Linked DNA regions of Mus musculus: region 1 is linked to region 2. A link is a contact called in public HiCAR-type data. All regions are on one chromosome and are shown on one strand. Each heading gives the region's core, a stretch centred on a gene start, on an enhancer-like site or on the middle of the called end of the contact. The rest is flanking DNA. Distances are from core to core; before and after follow the strand shown.

The links. HiCAR-type assays count read pairs that join an accessible place to other places.
Region 1: a HiCAR-type map of astrocytes shows a contact between it and region 2, with 2.5 times the contacts expected there. The contact joins two enhancer-like sites. A contact is called at or near these places in 1 of 484 Hi-C or Micro-C datasets (nephron progenitors) and 1 of 115 datasets of contacts at active chromatin or transcription factors (astrocytes).

The regions. Positions count from the first base shown.
Region 1 is chr12:53,745,338-53,750,950 of GRCm38.p6, reverse strand. The region is part of intron 4 of Npas3 (neuronal PAS domain protein 3); the gene reads right to left. Among named protein-coding and RNA genes, the nearest start is that of Gm35614, 84 kb to the left of the region's middle. Within about 2 kb of position 1,375, at least 13 of the 459 cell types and tissues checked have an H3K27ac peak or open chromatin away from gene starts, as enhancers often do. A contact at or near this core is called in astrocytes, where this site is marked.
Region 2 is chr12:53,295,458-53,301,378 of GRCm38.p6, reverse strand. The region is part of intron 1 of Npas3 (neuronal PAS domain protein 3); the gene reads right to left. Gm51419 (a long non-coding RNA gene) reads right to left here. Exons shown (of 2, transcript XR_003950183.1): 2 at 1-5,921. It overlaps 1700030L22Rik (a long non-coding RNA gene), which reads left to right. Exons shown (of 2, transcript XR_003950182.1): 2 at 1-2,655. Among named protein-coding and RNA genes, the nearest start is that of 1700030L22Rik, 19 kb to the left of the region's middle. Within about 2 kb of position 3,243, at least 32 of the 459 cell types and tissues checked have an H3K27ac peak or open chromatin away from gene starts, as enhancers often do. A contact at or near this core is called in astrocytes, where this site is marked.

The DNA of each region.
Region 1 (5,613 bases), core at 126-2,625, 450 kb before region 2:
AGTTTATGAGCCAGAAGTGGTAGGTAGCTACAAGACACAGCAGGGCAGCTATACACGGGCACTCAAAGCTGCTGTGATAGCCTGTGCAGGACCTGTGCAGGCTCAAGACAATCCAAAGCCCAGTATGCAGAGGGGAATTGGGCATGAAGTTCCACCCCTAGCTGGGAAACACTTGGTAAAGGATAACTCTTGGGAGACAGACAGTTCTCTTTAAGAGTGTTGCCCCTGGTAAGTTGACCATGTTCCAGTGGATGGCCATGCTCCCACACATACATGGGCAGCACAAAATGGATTTGCTGTGGATAAAAATAAAGAACACAGAGCCAGATGGGTAGGGAAGGACAGACAGAACTGTGAAAAGTTGGGGGAAGGGCTAAATATGATCAAACCACATTGTGCAAAATTCTCAAAAAAAAAAAAACCCAAAAACAAACAAACAAAAAACAAAAAAACCCACCAAAAAAAAAACCCAATCAAATAAAATCAAATGAAAGGCCATGAGGTTTGTGCTCCCACAGCAGCCCAACCTCAGCACAGAACGCAGAGCATGGAGAAAAGAAAAGAAGGCTAAGAAGAGGTTTCCATCTGCCAGAACTCCATTGCCAAACATCTGGCTATTCCTCTCCCACTCCATGAGACTGCACAGACATTCAAGACCATTAACAGTCGTCCCTGGTTTCCCCCAAAGCATCCCAGGAAATGCAAAATTCATCAGACCTTGTACTGATCCTGCAAAAGAGTGAACCCAGCACAATAGGTTTCCAGGTATGAGATAAATCAAATTTTACTTCATCTGTCTCTAGGGGAGGGAGACTGGCAGAGTTCTAATCATATACATATTTAAATTTGTAATCAGACTCCTTGGGAGGACAGGCTGGTGTGTTTACTGTGAGCCTGCAGTCAGGGCTTCTGGGGACTGAGGATGCTTGGTTGTAAATCCTGTCATTTTGGTGACTTAATATTTTATATTATCATGGTATTAGCATAATTGTGACCTCTGCATTGTAGCATTTTATGTGTTTCCAGTGTAACTTTTGATACTTTACTAAAGTCAACAAAAATTCCTATTATTCCCTCTTTTAGAACACATTTGGCATGAAGTATTAAGGTTGATTTAATGTTATTAGTGCTTAAAGTGGTGTGAAATCCATGAATATACACATCCATCTCCCAGTTCACCAGCACGCCGCCATAAAACGCAAGGAGATGGGCGATAAACATTTCCTCTCCTTTTTTTCTCTTTCCCTAATTTTTCCTGCTGGAGGCTCTGCCTCTACCCAGAGGGCATGTGAGTGTTGCCAGTTCTCCCACACAGATCAATCACCTGGGCTTCCACATGCCCAAATAATAACACAACAGGAGAGCTTGGCTCAGCTGCCAGCCTCATTAAAACTATTCTCAAAGTAACAGCAAGGTTTGGGGAGCACTCTACTTGGACCAGACTCTGCATATTTTCCAAGATAATGACCAGGGAAGAAGCATTAGAGGACATAGTCCCTTTTATTTGTGATTTTGGCAAGTCACAAAAAATAGTGAGGCAAAGCTAACTGTTTCAAAGGCTGTCCAATGGCAAAGTCTTGTTTAAAACTCTTAGGGAAAAATTATTACTATGGTAAAACTACTGAGGCTTGAAGGGCTACAAGGGGGAAGTAAAGTCAGAGAGACTAAGGCACTTCGGTTTGCTGGCTTCAGGATGCAAAGTTCTTAATCAAAACAACTAGGGAAAATGGACCCTAGTGTTGGCATCCCTCGAGGGTCCTCCAGTGTTTCGCAAGCTAGTCATTAATGTGTCGCTGGGTGATACAGAATTACACAGCCTCTCTTCAGAGCTCTGGACGAACAGAGAGAAAAGTTAACTGGAAACACAGGGGTCCTGAGCTAGTGGTTTTATGATCTCTGGATTATGACTTCTTCTGGGTCATTGTCAGAGACAGTCTGGTAAGATGTTCCTTTAACCACAGCAATCGAGCGTGCCCGTTATTTAGAGGAAACAGTGTGGAGATGCACTGGAACAAGCAATGTCTCCCACCCACCACCAGATCACCTAAAAGACCAGACACATTGGCTAGGACCTTGGAAAACAAGCTGGCATTGTTAAATTCGTACATTAAACTCATAGGCAAGCAAAGGTGTCTCATTGAATTCATGCCCAGGATATTTTTATGTGGTGTTGATACCTTTCTTCAATTTCTGGGAGTCACAGAATATGGTTCATGTGAAGAAGAATCATTTAAGTCAGGACTTCTGTTTTTTAGAAAGAGACATTCCCAAATAGACTACATTTGAAAGTATTTCCCGCCAGGCAAGTGACAAAATGACTAAAGCGATACTCAGAAATGTAGATCAGGCAAACTTTTCTATTAACTATGACACAGTGGCCAAACCTCAGCACAGAAGCCCCACAGGCAAGGGTGTGGAGACAGCAAGCAAAATGCTCAACCAGAGTCCTTAAAACAGGAACGTGGGAGCTAAGATGAAAGGATGGACTATACAGAGACTACCCCACCCCGGGATCCATCCCATAATCAGCCACCAAACCCAGACACTATTGCACAATGCCAGAAAGATTTTGCTGAAGGGACCCTGTTATAGGTGTCTCGTATGAGGCTATGCCAGTGGCTGGCAAATACAGAAGTAGATGCTCACAGTCATCTATAAGATGGAACACAGGGCCCCCAATGGAGAAGCTAGAGAAAGTACCCAAGCTGCTGAAGGGTTCTGCAACCCTATAGGTGGAACAACAATCTGAACTAACCAGTACCCCCAGAGCTCGTGTCTCTAGCTGCATATGTAGTAGAAGATGGCCTAGTCGGCCATCACTGGGAAGAGAGGCCCCTTGGTATTGCAAACTTTATATGCCCCAGTACAGGGGAATGCCAGGGCCAAGAAATGGGAGTGGGTGGGTAGGGGAGCAGGGAGGAGGGAGGGTATAGGGAACTTTCGGGATAGCATTTGAAATGTATATAAAGAAAGTATCTAATAAAAAAATTTTGTATAGCAAAAAAATATGTTCAAAGTCAAAAGACAGAAGAAGGGCAGCTATGACATGGCCAGCAATCTCCCTAACACAGGAGTCTCAAAGCTGAGACAAGGTGGTTTTAAAACAAAATAGAAAATGGATGAGAAAGAGAAAGTAAAAGCTCACTTTTCAAATCACTGTCTATATATTTGAAATGTCAATTTCCATTGTGTGTTGGTGGGGATCACTCTTTGATGTTTTGGACTGCATATACATGTCATGCTTTTCAATAAAAAGTTCCTTCCTAATTAGGAAAAAAAAAACAGGAACGTGGATTATTTGTGTAGGTGCTGCATTTTAAGTTGATAGAGTAGAAACCACAACTGCTCCATGCAGATATGGATGAAGAATATCCCTAGAAACTTAAATTGGGGAATACTAAGTTGCCAGTGGAAAAGGTATCGCTTTTCTCCTCCCCCTGACCCTTAAGTGCCATTAAAGTGTGATCAAGGTTGTGCTGGAATCCTGACATCCAGAACTGCAGGATTAATATTTATTTGCTTCTACTTCTTATTCTAATGATAACTCTCTACTTAATTGGCCTAGTTAATTTATGAAATCAAATCTAGATCAGTGAAATTGACAAGTAGTCATCGCTGAAAGAATATTACAGTTTAAAAGCACCGAGGATAACAGTATAAATGATATATGTTATGCTATTAAGTGAGAAACCATAGAGTGAATTACAATGAGCAGAAAAGGAATGCATTTTATTGTTTTCGAAACCACGTTTTTATGTGATGTACAAACTTTCTGTCGAATGGCCAATCTTGACAAGCTGATTTCTTTTTCTGAAAGCCCATATCTATATTGGGATAGAAATCAATAGTGTGATAGAAAGGAGGGAAAGAGTACCTGGGACACTGGCTCAGAAGTATCGTCATTACGCCTTCATGTCAGTCTGAGTGGAGTCTTGGCTGTGCCTCTAGAAGCCTTTAGTGCTTCACTAAAACCACCTAGCCTCACAAATGGCAGCCGAGGCTGTCTCCACAGCTCCAAATGACGGAGGTGACGGTGCTGGGAAGCCACCTAGGCAGGGAAGGCATCTGGGCAGCTGTCACAATTTATTTCCCTCTGGTCCATGCCCCCTCTGGTGGCTGAATGCCAGGGTAAAGTGTCACAGTGTGGAATTGCTTCCCTCTGGGGGAAGAGATGCATGCATCATTTTCTTTTCCTCTCCGGGGGCCACCTGAATCTCCTCAGGCAGATCACTTTATCTATGGCTCCCACCTTCCTAACAGAACAGGGGACACATTCTTCCCTCCAAGAGAGATTTCTCAAGTGAATACACAGTGGCAGTCAGAAGAGGACTAGAGGAGTGTAATGACGTTGCAAATTGTTTTGAACTAAAGTCACCCTAAAGGAAATTACCCATCATTGGCCCTTAGTTCTCCCTAGGCCTGATGACACTTCAGACTCATAAAGAAGTGAAAGAAGTAAGATCGCAGCATCAGTGTGCTTCGTATGCAGTGAGCGTTCCACAGATGTTCGCTGACTTAGACAGAATTCAGACCTGTTTCTAATGCAATGAAGTCTTAAATTTATTATATTTTAATTTTCTAGGCATATATGAGTGTATTTACATGTATGAGCAGGTGCACATGTGTGTCCACATGTACACATATATCCATGTGTATCTGTACAGACGACAACCTTGGGTGTTGGCTACTTTATTATTTTTTCAGATAGGGTTGCATACTGGCTTAGAGCTCACCAAGTAGGCTAGGATGACTGGCCAGTGAGCCCCAGGGATCTACCTAGTCTCTGTTTCCCTGCTGCTGGGGTTATGAGCATGTATCACCACCTTTGAGTTTTCTCGAGGGTTTGAGAATGGAACGCGAGTCCCCATGCTCACATCGAAGCGACACACACATATCAGGGTGCTGCCTCCAAGACTAGGCATGGACCACACCCAAACACCCATCTTTACAGAGATGTCCTTTACTAAGTGGGGAAGAAAAAGGAGCTGGTTTCTGACTCAGGCAGAAAGCGGTAGCGAATGACCTTTCAGGTGTGATTTTTAAGAGGACAAAACAAGGGGCGGGGGAGGTCTGAGTTAGAATGGGCCAGGATGTGGAGGTATGTTTTGATTGGGCATGTTAATTAGGGCAGCCAAAAGGGGGCTTTTGATTGTGAGGCCTTGATTCTTTGATAGTGGACCTTGGTTATCAGCCTTAGGAATGAGTTTGGTAAAAGAAAGTGCCCATATAAAGGAACAGACCATGGTGGTTAGCTTTACAGATAATCTATGGTTTACAAGGGAGAGGGAAGGGGGAAGGGCAAGGCCTGCCAGAGTCACATTTACCATGCTTTGACCTGCCAGAGCCCTGCATGCATACTTGACCTAGTTAACTTCCTATCCACCTGATTTTCTTACAATTTGGCTGATTTCTTGCTGTCAAAATATTCAGTCATAACTAAGAGGAAAGTTAGCTATTTATTACATGCCGTTATTTGTAAAATTGATCATGGGGCAGTGGGTGAGGGCATTGACTGCTCTTCCCAAGGACCCAGGCTCACTTCCTCAAAGCCCCATGGTGGCTAATAACACTCCAACACTTGTCCAAGGGATCAGACACCCTCCTCTGGCCTGT
Region 2 (5,921 bases), core at 1,994-4,493:
TGTGGCTGGACTTACCAAGACAGACAGACTGAGCATCTTGAGGCAAAGCTGGGTGCAGTAAAAGACATAAATTATCTCACAGGAGCAGCAATTCCCATAGGTAGAGAAGGCAAGGGAGAAAGAAGAGCAGCCACAGCCAGAAGGTGGGAGCTAAGGCTTAACCAGCTTGCACAGGACTTCCTGAGAAGCTAGAGACCTGGAGTTCCATCTGTACACAAGGGGGAGCCAGCGAAAGGTTGCTTGGCTTGTGTAAGTAACTACAGCAAACTCCACCAAACAGAAACCTTTCCTTCTAAAGTGAACAGGGCAGTATGCAGCATCACTAACTGGGGAATGAACCTGGAACCAGAATCTTGGCATCCTCCAACCGGAAACCCTGTCCTCATGGAAACAACTGCATGGTCACCTAGCAACCAGCAACCTGAGTTATAAAGTTCTGGGGTGTATGTGTGTGTGTGTATCGTGAACATTTCATAGAAGTAGAGTGATACAACCACTTTGTTTGCTTTCCTAACTTAACACCGATATTTGTATCAGTACTGATTTTTAATGACTAAATAATATTCTATTGTATGCAGATAACACACTCTTTATTCATCTGGTGGTGGAATTTGTGCTTTTTTTTTTAACATTTGTCTATTGTAAATAGTTCTGCTTTGTAACATATGTATTTGTCTAAGTCTAAACTTTTTACCTACCAGTGAAAGTTCTGGATAATATGGAAATTCGGTTTTATTTTTTATAAACCACTAAATGGCCTGCTACACTGGATTTGAAACCCTTTTGCATTCTCTGTAGTGTGCGTTCCTAAGCAGGTGATGACTGAAAAGAATGAGGTAGTTAAGTGGCCACTCAAGATGTCTAGATGAACGACGGCCACACTGAGCCAGGACCAGGGAGTGGGATACAGGGACATGCAAAATGAAGAACACATAGAGACAGGAACTGCAGGAAAAGAAGAGTCAGAAATGGCCTGAGGCTTCCAGCTATAGTGGTTCAATCATTCAGGAAGTTAGAGCACAGAACAAGAAGTTACAAGGGCTGATTTGGAAAAACAGCATATCTTAAAGATGATCACTGGGCCATGAGGAGTCTCGGGCATGTGATGAGGAGGAGTTCCAGGTTTACCAGGGATTAAGACAATGAGGGAGGCTGAAGATGTGCAGTACAGAGCAGCTGAGTAGGGGAGACTTAGAACGAGATAACGGGCCCCAGATGGCAGTTGAGAGAAACTTGCAAGCAGTGCAAGGTAAATTGTGATCAGAGAATGAGAGGGATTGCAGGAGAGCTGTGGCTGAGTTTATAAGAACCAAAAACAAGATGGATGGGTTATTTATTGGAACCTCCTCTAGACAGGCTGGGTGCTAAGTCATGGTTAGTGTCTCCATGAGCAAAGCACTCAACAGAACTCCTCTCGTTTAGACTGCCACGCTCTGAAGCCTCTCTATGAACGCCATGTTTACAAGTATCATCAGCTTTTCCCTAGGGGAGTTGTGCACGGCATTATTTCTCATTTCTGGTTATATTGTGAGACTTAGGCAAGTCAACTTGCTGAACGCTCCGTGCTTGTGCTGGCAGTGAGGCTCGGGGCTGCTCCTCTGCTGTCCCAGCCAGGCTTCCTTCTGAAACTGCCTTCCTTGCTTCCGTCTTCTGTAAGGCATTTCCTGGGGGCTGCTTCTGGTAAAGACAGGATCCCAATTCAAGGAATCCAATGTACTTAGATATTTAAAGTATAACTATGAGCAGGACTATTCCATTCTTTTTATACTCAAGGTTCCAATACTACGTTGTCTTGTGGATTTCACTTACGGTTTTATAAAAACAGTTTATCCATTTACAATAACATCTTAACGAAGAAAAATATTTTGTTCTCTAATCGTTAGTTTACAAGGGTTTAGTATATTTAATTACTTTGGTTATGGGTCTGTTTGGTTTTTTTGTCTTTTGCTGAAGGATACGTGTGAGCAGTATTAGCCTCTCTTAATTTTCGTTAACACGGTATTAATTTAATAGGCGGGAAGTCAGTTGGCAAGTGTCTGTTCCGTTAGATGGAATAACAAGGTACCATGGAACGCCACGAGCATTTGCTTTCTTTTCTCAGCAGTGTACATTAAAATCCAACATAAGCATGTGTGTGAACAGTATTCACAGGGCTTGTGACACATTGTTTCACACAGATTGACACATCACTTCCTCTCCCGGCCCCCCCATCCACACCTGCCTCCCCTTCCTCCAGTGATCGCCAGACTGACTCCCATCACCTTTGAACTCGAAAAATCCCGAGGAGGGTTTCTCTGCAAATTTGCTGCTGCTTTTTCCCCGGGGCAGAAGGCAATTAATTCAACTTAAAAAATCCTCCTCTTCAAATTCCTTCTGGACTCCGATAAGCTAAAATCCTGTTTATGTAAACAAAAGTGCTTAATTAATCAGAGCATGTGATAATGCCAAAAGGAACTGGGAAGATTTCCTGCTACCATTTCAGACGTCACAATCGGACGGTGTGTGATGGGGCGTCCCTGAAGATGCCAGGTTCCTCCAAAAGGCAGCGGCATTAACTCTTCTAAGGCTTTTATTTCGCTTCAAACTATCTCACTGTAAATTACAAATGAAGCGCTGTACAAATTCATTAGAGAATGGCTCGTTTACGGTGGGAAATGAAAGCACAACCAGCAGAGGCCAGACCTTCTACCCTTTACACTGGAAAAGAAGCTTAACTTAGGCAGACACAAAATACAAAGTGGTGGCAAAAAGGCTCTTCCATCATATTTGACACTGGTGTGGAATGGAGTGGTTGTCTCTGGTACAAAAGTTTCTCGCTGTATGCAGTTGGCTATAATTCCTCTAGAGTTCTCGCCAGCTGAGGTCTTCCCACCCACAGAGCCGTGATTTTACAGTATTTGGCTACAATCCCTCATAGAACGACTCACTTCCTCAGATCTCCTGCCGCTGCTCTTCAGCAGTCTCCTTGAAAGTGTTCCTTTCATTTCCTTCTTAGAATCTGTTCTTGCTACTCTCAAACCTCTAGGACTTCTCAGTCACGACTAACCTACGTTCACTTTTCTTGCCTTTCACGTGAGCTCCAGTGCTGTTAGGGCCTGTGGGGTATTTCTACCTTATTAGGGAGACCCCAGTATAAATGCAATATGTCTCAGAGAATTGTAATTTACCTTTACAAACACACAGCCTGACCTCTGTATTTGATCAGCATCATCATCCCTCCGGTTACATAAAGCTTTGGACTCTTGCATCATCCTGAACGTAACCATAGTTTCATGTGTTGTTTTCTAAGTTGTCAGTATATATACCATTTATTTATCTGCGTCTGAAGTTTTAGGTCTTTAGTTTATGCCTTAATGTGGCTCAGCAAACATGGATGCCCTACCTCCTAGGCTCCCTACCTTCTCCCATACAGTACTGATAAAGCAAGTGTTACTATAACAATATCTCCACCACAAGCTTTGTATCAGGCAGAGAGCCAGCCATTGCCAATTATCTCCATGACTTCAGCTCTAGACACTGGCAGTACCTGGGAGCTAAACAGTGCCATCATCGGGAGATTAAATTTGCTTTGATGTTTCTACCATGACAATAGCATATCAGAGGTGAAATGGGTATCTGATAGGAACAGAATGGTCTCTAAGCCATCAAGATTTAAGAATTACTTGGTAACACACACACAAAAACCTATATGGTACAGAGATCCCTTAACTATAAGAATGATTCAGAACATGAAAACAACAAAGATAAAGACGGCACTGCCCCTCTATGCATGACTTGGGTAGGATCAGCCATAAGTTGCAACCTCTGAGGTCCCCGCTCCTAGTGTAGAGTCCACCTGAAGCTGGGAAGACCAGGCTACCGACAGTTATGCAGCTACCCTATTCTGACTTCACATTCGCTAGGCACCTTCAGAGTGCAATCCCAAATCTCCATGTTGGAAGAGAATGCCTGGGAATGGCTAAGACAAGGTCTACTGGCTGATTTTGTGTGTCTACTTGATACAAGCTGGAGTTATCACAGAGAAAGGAGCTTCAGTTAGGGAAATGCCTCCATGAGATCCAGCTGTAAGGCATTTTCTCAATTAGTGATCAAGGGGGAAAGGCCCCTTGTGGGTGGGACCATCCCTGGGCTGGAAGTCTTGGTTCTATAAGAGAGCAGGCTGAGCAAGCCAGGGGAGGCAAGGCAGTAAAGAACATCCCTCCATGGCCTCTGCATCAGCTCCTGCTTCCTGACCTGCTTGAGTTCCAGTCCTGACTTCCTTGGTGAGGAACAGCAGTATGGAAGAAAAGCTGAGTAAACCCTTTCCTCGCCAAGTGCTTCTTGGTCGTGATGTCTGTGCAGGAACAGAGACCCTGACTGAGACACAAGGGTTCTGTCTGTATGTCTGCACTTCTCACTGTAAACAAACAATGTGGCATTCTGATCTTCCCAGCCTCAGGAAAGTGGCTCAGGCAAGTCTATCCAAGAGAGACAGATCTGCGCTGTGAGTTCTGACATCTCACTTCCGAGTTGGCTAAGCTAACTAGCCGACTTAGATAGACTCCTATTACTAAGGCAAGGAGCACCAAATCCCTGTGAACCCCCCAAAGAGTGTTTATAACAAACCCCGAAGAGTATTTTATAATGCTAAATGTACGGAACAGCATTTACAGCCCAGATTGTTTTGAGTGAGCTGAGTGCCATAAATGAAGAAGTGATAAGTAACTATCCACCGATCAAAGGAATCCTTATTATTTGAGGAGCTGGAGGGGAGAATTCTACCTCCATTGGCTCCCCACCACCATCACAGGGATATAAACAAGGGTTTAAGGGCCAGTACCTCATCTAAATGCTTTGTATTTTAATCCCAGGGATTAATCCTCCAGTGAGTGTTGAGAAATTATCTCCCTAGTTTTAACTCTTTCCCTCCTCGAACTGGTAGCCTTGTACTGTTACAAAGACCTTCCAGCAGCAAGCAGCAAGGGTAGTGAGGAGAGAAGGCACTCTCGCTAATCAATTCTAAGAGTCCAGCGGAGCCACATTAACTTATTTGGAAATTTTTAAGCAACAAAATGAATTACTTCTGCTACTTCTAAATAATTAGAATGCTTCCTATTGTGCCTTATGGTTTTTAAAATAATTACAGCAAGTCAATAATAGTCATTTAAAATGTAATGAATTGATGGCTAATCTACGCATCCATTCAATCATTCAGCAAGCATTTGCTTATCGCATACATTCAATTATTTTCATACTCTGGATTAGTCTGCAAATATTTGGGTTTCTGCCATTTTGGGTTTCTAATGGGAGGCTTCAGTCTCTAAATATCCAAAGCGAGACTCATCACATCTTCTGGCATAAATCTGTCCATTTCCTTGCACTCCCCATGCCAGGGAACAGAAGCACAGTACAGAGTCAGACTCCCGTCTCACGGCCCCTGCCTGTCCTCCGCCCTTCACGTCCGGTGATTAATTGCTGTAGCTTTGCTTCCTGTTATCTGCCAAGCCTGTCTCCTTGCTCACTGTTCTGGACAGGGCACACTTCCTTCCCAGAGAGCTGCAGTGGCCCCGCACTGATGTCTCCTGTCTCTGACCACCCCTCCTTCCTGTCTCTTCTGTATTAGGAATGGAGTTATCTTGTTAAAGTCTATCCAGCTCTCTCACCACACACACACTGATCCTTCTAGTTCTTTTAGTTCAATTCAATTCATGAGCACAGTGATAAAAAAGTATAAAAGACCCAAATCCACTATGTGAAATGCAAGATTTAAAGACCGCTTTCCAGCCTCCCCTCCTGGGATTTGACCACGTGTATCCAGTCACAACAGCCTCTGTAGATTTCTCTATAACTTCCCCACCCCACCCCCGACCCCCCAGCTTCACTTTACAGATCCAGAGACTTCCCCAACTTCAATAGTCAAAGGGTGCCCTCACCCCTGACAT